Linked DNA regions of Pan troglodytes: region 2 is linked to region 1. The links are chromatin contacts, called in public HiChIP or PLAC-seq maps. All regions are on one chromosome and are shown on one strand. Each heading gives the region's core, a stretch centred on a gene start, on an enhancer-like site or on the middle of the called end of the contact. The rest is flanking DNA. Distances are from core to core; before and after follow the strand shown. Region 1 holds the start of CXXC4 (CXXC finger protein 4). Region 2 holds the start of PPA2 (inorganic pyrophosphatase 2).

What was found. HiChIP or PLAC-seq counts read pairs in DNA pulled down with a chosen protein or histone mark.
Region 2: an H3K4me3 HiChIP or PLAC-seq map of stem cell-derived excitatory neurons shows a contact between it and region 1, with 13 times the contacts expected there. The contact joins the promoter of PPA2 here to the promoter of CXXC4 in region 1. A contact is called at or near these places in 1 of 7 Hi-C or Micro-C datasets (stem cell-derived neural progenitor cells) and 1 of 1 datasets of contacts at active chromatin or transcription factors (stem cell-derived excitatory neurons).

What each region holds. Positions count from the first base shown.
Region 1 is chr3:105,947,717-105,952,125 of NHGRI_mPanTro3-v2.0_pri, forward strand. It overlaps CXXC4 (CXXC finger protein 4), which reads right to left and starts at 2,322. Exons shown (of 5, transcript XR_008547579.2): 1 at 1,972-2,322; 2 at 1,777-1,852.
Region 2 is chr3:106,928,690-106,932,893 of NHGRI_mPanTro3-v2.0_pri, forward strand. It overlaps PPA2 (inorganic pyrophosphatase 2), which reads right to left and starts at 2,645. Exons shown (of 12, transcript XM_517378.8): 1 at 2,415-2,645. The coding sequence starts at 2,571.

The sequences.
Region 1 (4,409 bases), core at 1,072-3,571:
GGTCTTAATTCAATGGACCAAGGACAGGTCTCAATTGTACAAGCCATTTGGTGGTGGGTCTTGGTGGGGGTAAGAGGGTGGTGTTCTACTTGATTTTTTTTTTAGGTAGAAAATAAAGATAAGCCAGATAATTACATATATACATATTTATTTATATCAGCAATGTCTCAGCTTTTAAACCAAGTGCCTGCAGCCTCTGTAAGAATATTCCTAATCATTCCTAATGGAGATTGCTGTCTCTTCGGAAGACAAGAGGAAAGCATGGGACTTTTTGAAAAGGATCTCTCACAATCACTGATTTTTACATTGAGTAAAAGGGGGGGGGGGTTAATGTGTTCTTTGCCAGAGAAAAATAACAATTAAAATTATTTTTTAATTTTGCTCTTTTTAAGAGGAAAGTTTAATGTTAACTGGGTATTTGCATTCATCTCCTTGCTTACAGGCCATTATTATGCTTTAGGAAGAGGTATTTTAGTTGTTTATTACAGAGGGAGAAGTACATCACAGCCTTTTAAGAAGTAAAGCAAAGGCATAAAGTGTATATTCACTTAAAAAACCAGTTTCTTTGTTTCCAGATTTTTTGGCCAGAATATCTTTTTGTGACATCTTTTGAAGCCCATAGATTGGTCTAGAATGCAGAGTTCAGGGAATTCTACGTGGGGGCCCAATAGTCTCCGTCTCAAATATTCAGAGTTCAAAATGGTTATCAATTATAGTAATTATGCTTATAATTAGGTTAATGAACCAGTTATGCCCAAACTCCAAGTGCAAAAACTTCAAGACCTACTGATGAGGTGCTCTAAAAAGAGGGGTTTATGTAAACAAATCCCTATTAGGCAAAGTAAATCAAGATAAGGAACCTCACCCCAGGCTGGATTAGAAGCTTGCAGGCATCTTTCAATCACAGCAAGTCCCTAATCACTCAGGAACCACCTCTGTGGTTTCGCATTAGGGAAAACTGCTCCCTTCTCAGGTCTGAGGGCAATACAAAAGGTGCCCCCAAAATGCTCTTGGCTAAATATTCCTGATGCTTGGAAGGGGTGGGGGAAGACACAGCAAGAATATGCATATAGCTTCAGTTTCTGCGAATCACATTGTAACTGCAAGACCATAATAACTGCTACTCAGTAAAAACTAGTTATGTCAACCATGCATTAGATATCATCACATTGAGTGGAGGGAAAATTTTCAACGTTTTAGTCTTTTGACCTTGTTCCAAATAAATAAATAATTTAATGTCCCTTTTTTAGAGTCTTAGAGTGGTGTTTCCAAACACAAGCTTTCCTTGCTTTTCTGATTGCCATCACCATCCCTCTTCCTACCTCAAGGTTTAATACCACCAGAAACTGTAGAAAATGATTATGCCCAGTATCCAGGTCATTATTGTTTAATCAATGCATCTCTGGAGCATGAAAAAGGTATCTAAGCCACAGCTATTGTTTGGATTTTATTTAAAAACAAAATAAAACACACACAAATAACTATAGTTCTATGCCAAAGCTAAATTAGAGATCCATACTTCATGATCCTGTTTTGCCTTTAAACAATGTGACTTTACATGCCTAATACTGTATGTCTGGTCTACCAGAGACATAGAGATCAAAGGTCATATTTAACATTCAGGAGGAGGGGCGGGTGCAGACTAATTAATAAATTAATACAGCGACGCTTTTTCTTGCTGGAGTCCAGCATTAATAATCTACTTTCACAATCCCAACGGACAGCAAACATTTAAGAGAAAAAAAAGCCAGAGAAAGAGAAAGAACAATCACTTACCAGTCTCTTTTTATTTGGGGAGCCTTAGAATTTGCAGACGCTGCCAGTCTGCCTTTAATTAGTTGCACATCACCCCCTAACACAAAGAAACACAAATCCAGATGTGTCTTGGCAGCTCCCAATTACAACTTTAATACTTGTAAACAAACTGTTGGGGAGGGGGGGATAAATAAATATGCGGATCAAAAAAAATACCTGTAAATGGCTTTTTTTTTCTTGTTGCAGAGAGAAGGAGGAGGAGATGGTGTTAGTGGTGGGGGTGGAAGGAGGAGGAGGTGGGGGGAGAGGAAAGAGTCGAGTGTGAGTGTATGTGTGAGAGCGCGGGTCTGTTGTCGGTGGTCTCTCCTCTCCCAGCGCGTTGCTCTCCGTCCGTCTCCAGTCGCTGTGTGCGAGGGAGGGAGGGAGCCGGGGAGTCTCTCCTCTCTCTCTCTCCCCTCTCTCTCTCTCTCTCTCTTCCCCTCTCTCTCACCCTCCCCCCTTCTCTCTCTGTTTGTGTGTGTGCGAGTGTGCGGTTGCTGGGGGAGGGGAGCCACAGAGAAAGGCGAGGGAGGAGGTGTGGAGGCTGGGGGCGGGGGCGCGGGGGTGGGGGTGATTGGCGCCGAGGTGAGGAGGACGCAGGGACGTGGACACCTACTGATGATTGGCTGCAAATTACACGGGGAACAAGAGGCGCACGCGGGCCAGCGCTCCTTTTCACAAATCCTCTCCTCGGCAGAGGAGCCACGTTTTCCCTGCTCGCCTGCGGATCGCCCTCCCTCCTCGCGCCCGGCTCTCCGGCTCAGCCCAGCACACAGGGCTGTTGATTATTTTCTTTTGCTCTCGGAGATAATTGTTTGGAAGGGTTGGAAAGAGGGCGTTTCCGCCACTCTGCGTGTGGGGTGTGTGTGTGCGTGCGTGTGCGGGTGTGTGTGTAAATAAACTTGTCTGGGATTTCTGGCTGGGTTGAGAAGAGCAATACAAGAAACAGAGAAAAGGTCATGTTTGTTTGAAGAATGCTCTTAGTTCGTACCCAATGGCATGGTTTTAAATAAATTTCCTGGTGTACCCAGGAAGACTTAAAAAAAAAAAAATACCATTTAGATCTTTAAAGTAAGGGAAAACGGACCGGTGTGGTTCTTCAGACCCTCGAAATACTATTATGCCAGAATGTAAAAACTCGGTGATATGATGCTTGGCCAATTTCAAAATCCATCTCAATCTCTGTCTCTCTTCTCTACTCTTCTCTCTCTCCTCCCAAAATCCTCTTTTACTATTCCATCTGGTAGTTCCAAAGAATAAATCAGATTTTTAACTCACTGCCCTATTTTTTAATTTCAAACTTTACTTAAACAAAAACTTTTGTCTTTCAGTCTATTTTAGAATAGTATGTAATTAACATTTCACTTCTTGCCACTTGGGAAAACATAGTTTATGAATTGAAACATAAATATTGTACGGCACGTCAAATATAAATAAAACTCGTTCATAAATGCAGCTGTAAATTAACCTCTTCACTGCTGCCTCAAATAAAACATTTGTGGACACATGCTATCCTACTATTAAAGTATACTCTAGTGGAAAAAGTTATAAGATACAGAATTATGAATACTTTTGAATAATATTTTTTCTAAGAGAAAAACTGGCTAAGGTAAGTTAGAGTAGGAAAGAAAAAACTTAAGATTATTTAAATTGGTGTTATCAAGCAGAGTACAAGTTTTGTATTAAAATTAAGTGTTTATTCTAGAGTAATGCAATATTAATTGTTCAGATAAGTGAGGAAAATATAATGTTTTGTTTCTTTAATAAGAAAAAATGCTGAAAAGACATTTTAAACCATTTTGTATTTGAATTTTCAAAAGATAGACTTTGACCATATCAAGACATTACCAACTATGGAGGATAAATTGTTGATAACAAGTTTGAAACTGTGGTGTGTGTGTGCCTACATGAAGGTGTTATTTCAAGAGTGGGCTACTATTGCAATAGGAAACAGGTGTATTTTGTGACTCATTGATTAATATACATGTTTTGTAATTTTTTTAAAGCATAAGCTGTTTGATTATTACCGGTTATTTGACATCTATAGACAAAATAACTGGAGGGTTAATAATTATTCAAGTTAATAAGATATTTTTATTCTTGTGCTAATGCGTTATAAAAGCAAAAAAGGAAATTTTCCATTTGATTATTTTGTTTTAGCTCAGCTTCATAGGAAATTTATCAGGAAAATGTAGTCACTTTTTAATGAGTGAAAACATGCTAGAAAAATGATAGATTCTTAAACATCTTTTCACAATATTTAAAATATCAGTCCAATGTTAGAAATTTTGAAGTTTATAAATAAGCAATGTTTTTAATCAAATAAAGACATCATGCTTTCTTTTGCCAAATTTTCTTTTCTGGAAATTTTCCTTTTTGGAAATTCCTTTTCTCATGCTTTCCTTTTTGGGACTCTTCAAGCTTACTTTCAAAATGAAATCTTAAACACATGAGAGAAAATATGTTCTAAATTCCAATGAATTTTACTTTCCAGCTAATAAAGGAAAACTACAGAATTCTTGGTCTTAATAATTAATAATAATAGCCCCTATTAATGACCCATTAGTGTCAGATCCTGCACTAAGTAATTTGCAGATATTCTATTTTGTCCTTGC
Region 2 (4,204 bases), core at 1,395-3,894, 980 kb after region 1:
AGAGACTTGGAATATATTTGGAGATGTGGAAAATGATTACACTTTAGTAACACTGAGTAACAATTTTAGGCCAAGTAGTACTACACTCATATTTTTCTTTGAAGTGAGACATTAGTCCACCCTAGTACTGCATACAGACACACTGAGTAAAAAATATCCAGTCTGTTATCATCTTTATAAAGGGCAATTTATTCGTTGCTTTCCCCTTACCCCATTCGCCCTAGAGTGGCTTCGTTTCACTTTGCCCTACCCCTTCTAGCAGGTAGTAAACAGTCCTGGCCAGTGATGCCATCTGGCGGTTAGTTCAGAAATTGTTTAACCAACACACCTTCCAATCAGGATCTTACCATCGGGACCCTCTCCAAAACCACACTCCCCTTTCTTCCAGTTTTTGCCCATTTACCTTAGTAAAATCGGGTTTTCTTCTTTCCTGCCCTGTTTATCCAACTGAATGAAAAACGTATTTTATTTGTGGCACTCTAGTTACAGAAAAATCATGAGTCCTAAGTACATTTGCAGCTAAAGAAACAAACCAACAATAAGAGGCCAACATACTCCCAAAAATGCCCCCATTCGACATCCTGTCTTAACAGAGACTGTTAGAATCTCCGTTATTCATCCAATGCCTTCAGGGAATACCAGTGCTGAGAAGGACCTTGAGGATCATCACTTCAAGGTCAAAAGCTTCATTTTACAGCTGAAGAAACTGGCTCTGTGAGAAAGAACTGAAGTAACCACCCACCCAACAGCACACAGCGAGTTAACGGCAGAGCCAAGATTATGGCCTAGGACTCCCCATTCCAAATCCGGTACTGGGTCAACTACTCTGTGCGCTCCAGGCTTCTCAAGCCTGTTTTTGCTCAACCAGTGTATTTACTTTTTCCATAATTATAGTAATATTGTGAATCTCTGTACTATGCCTAACAGTGTCTAGCACACTTCATAAATATTTATTATTTGGGTATCTATTAATTACCGTACTTATTGCAAATCTAGAATACTTGCAGTAGACAGGCCTTTTTTAAATCTGCTTAAAAAGCGAACTGCCACTTCATAATTTTTTCTGACTATTCCCATTAATCATCACATGGTAACCTTTTAGAACATAATCCATTCAGAAATTTGAGACTTCCTGTTCACCTGATCAGTCTTAACCAAAGATAGAAGAAAATATGTGGCATAGGGTGAAAACTGCAACCAATTTTGAAGAAAATAGAAATTCTAGTACTAGTTGCATTATAATCACACGACTTTAGGCAAACTCTTCTTTCCCACAAAATAATCCTCGACCCTAAACTCATGTAGCATAACTGCAAATCTCTCATAAATTACAAATATCTATAATGATTATAGGTATTAACAATAGTAATTTATATTTTAGGCCCTGTGACTAATCACTTTACATATATAATGTCATGTAATACTTGCAGCCCTATTTTACGGATGAGAAAAAACAAGGCTTAGCAACTTAAACTCGTCCGGGGTCACAGAGTTAAGACGTGAAGAACTCGAGGGCCTGCTTAGAACTGAAAGCCTCCAAAGCCAGTGCTCCGAAAAGGGGAGCGATAATGCAAGGCCCACTTTGATACTACCACTCCAAGGCTCTGCAGTCAGTGGGGCGTGAAGGCAAGCGACCGAGATCGCTATTTTCAGTTACGGTTAACGTACACAGTGAAACAATGCGGTACACGGAACAATGAGTCACGAAGACCTGGGTCCTTTCTCTGAGCTGGGCAACTCAGGGACCCCCCGAAGTCGCTTAGCCCTCTGGGCTTGTTCAGCTTGGGGAGGATAAGGGGCTGCTCCGGAACCAACGAGGCTTTGGATGGTGGATCACACTCAGGGTGTAAACTTGTGCGTACCAAGTCAAGCTTCTGGGAAAGAACCTTCATCAGAGTCCCTCAAAAAAAGAAGACGCGCTGGATTAGGCATCCGCAAAGTTCCGCCTGCCTCTCCGACGTCAGGGAGCTCCCGCAGTAGGAGGTTTCTTACGCCTCTAGGAAGGCCGGCATGTGGGCGGGCTCTGCCTTCCCTTCCTCACTGAGTTGTGTGAACCAGGAACGGCGGCCGGGCCGGCTAATGGCTGCAGGCCGCCGCGGTGTGGCCGCCTGCACTCTGACTACCCCTCGGGGAGGGCGGCTGGCAGGGCACAGGGCGCTGTCTACCCCCCAGCCGGCAGCCCTGCGCCTCTGCGCTCCGCTTTGGGGTCTTGATCCGCCGCCTCCTCGCTGGCAGTTCTCGTGACTCGGTGCGCGCTCCCGCGGGAAGGAAGGTGGCCTGGACCGCGCGGCTACCGCTGAGGGCCCCAAAAAGAGAGAAGGGAGACCGCGCGGGGCGTCCCAAGTGTCCCCCATTCCATCCCCCACCCAGGTTTCTCCGGTGCGCCGCTCGGCGAACCTCCGGGAGCTACTTACTAAAGAAGAGGCGGTAATTCTGCGAGCAGGGCTGGCCGCGCTCCTCAGTGTGGTACAGGGCCATAGCACGGCGCGACCCGGTCCCTGCACTGGTCCCCAACCGCAGGCACGCAGCGGCTGGGGCACCCGTGCGCAGCAGCCGCAGCAGCGCGCTCATGGCGTCAATGACCGTCCTGCTGTGCGCGCGGAGCTACCTGGGGGCTCAGCCGGGCCGCACGCCGGTGCCCCCTACCGTCCGGAGTCATCCCTCCCGCCCCGGCGCTTGGGCTGCGATCCTGGTCCCTGCCAGTGGAATCTGGGCCACCAGCCAGTTGTGCGCACTATGCCCTCAGCGAGGCCGCAGCTCAAAGACGAGTGAGACAAGACCCACCACCCCTGAAGAGCTCACTGCCACTCGTTAATTCAAACATTTATTCATGCCTTCATTTATCCCGTCAAGATTTACTATCATGATTTTTTATTATAGTGATGTAATATTGAGTGATTACTCTGTGCCAGGAACTGCTCTAGACCCTGTCCAATATAGGAGATGAGCGCACATGCACGCAAAGACATCACTGTAAGACAAAATGATCAGGCCACCACGTGAAAACGTGACGTTGACACCGACTTACAGAGCAAAAAAACCCTAAGTAGCTTACTCAAATGCCATCTTCTCCATGAGGCCATTTCCTAACCCAGTAGAGATTATTTATTCTTTCTTTTATTTTATTATTTGTTGTTGTTGTTTTGTTTTTGAGACGGAGTCTCACACTGTTGCCTGGGCTGGAATGCAATGGTACAATCTCGGCTCACTGCAACCTCCGCCTCCTGGGTTCAAGCTATTCTCCTGCCTTAGCCTCCTGAGAAACTGGGATTACAGGCATGCGTCACGACGCCCAGCTAATTTTTGTATTTTTAGTAGAGACAGGGTTTCCCCATGTTGGTCAGACTGGTCTCGAACTCCCGACCTCCGGTGATCCGCCTGCGTTGGCCTTCCAAAGTGCTGGGATTGCAGGCGTGAGCCACCGCACATCGGCCAGGTGGGGTGGCACACGCCTGTAGTTCCAGCTACTTGGGAGGCTGAGATAGGAGGATGGTTTGAGCCAATATCCGGGAGAATGGATATTGTAGAACAACCAGTAGTCTGCCACAAGTGTCATTTTATTTTTTTCTAGTCCATCTTCTTTGGGACTATCATCATCTAGGCTACTTTCCTACTGGGCACCCAGGTTCTTTCAGCATCTCCAATTATCGTGTGATCATTAAAATTGAGATACTGGTCTACCCAAGTTCCAGAAAGGATTCCTAGGAGATATTGTGACTAGCTACTTAGAGACACTCTACTAAGATTATAGATCCTAAAATGTTTTTGTCAACAGTGGTAGCTTTGTAATGTGTCAACTTGAATAGGCATAACTATAAGGCAAATGCTCCCATAAAAAGGAGAGAAAATCTCTTCTGTGCATATATCACAGAGTTGTATAATTTTTGTTTATGTTGGAAAAAAAGCTTAATTTTTCTATTAACTTTTGAAGATTAGATATTTAAATAAGACAAATTCCTATGGAGGCAAGGTTGTAGGCTAATTTCTAATGATCTGTGGATACTTAAAGTATCCAGGCTGGGCGTGGTGGCTCATGCTTGTAATTCTAGCACTTTGGGAGGCCAAGGTGGGAGGATCACTTGATCCCAGGAGTTTGAGACCAGCAGTCTGGGCAACATGGTAAAACCCATCTCCATAAAAAATACAAAAATTGGCCAGGCGGGGTGGCACACGCCTGTAGTTCCAGCCACTTGGGAGGCTGAGA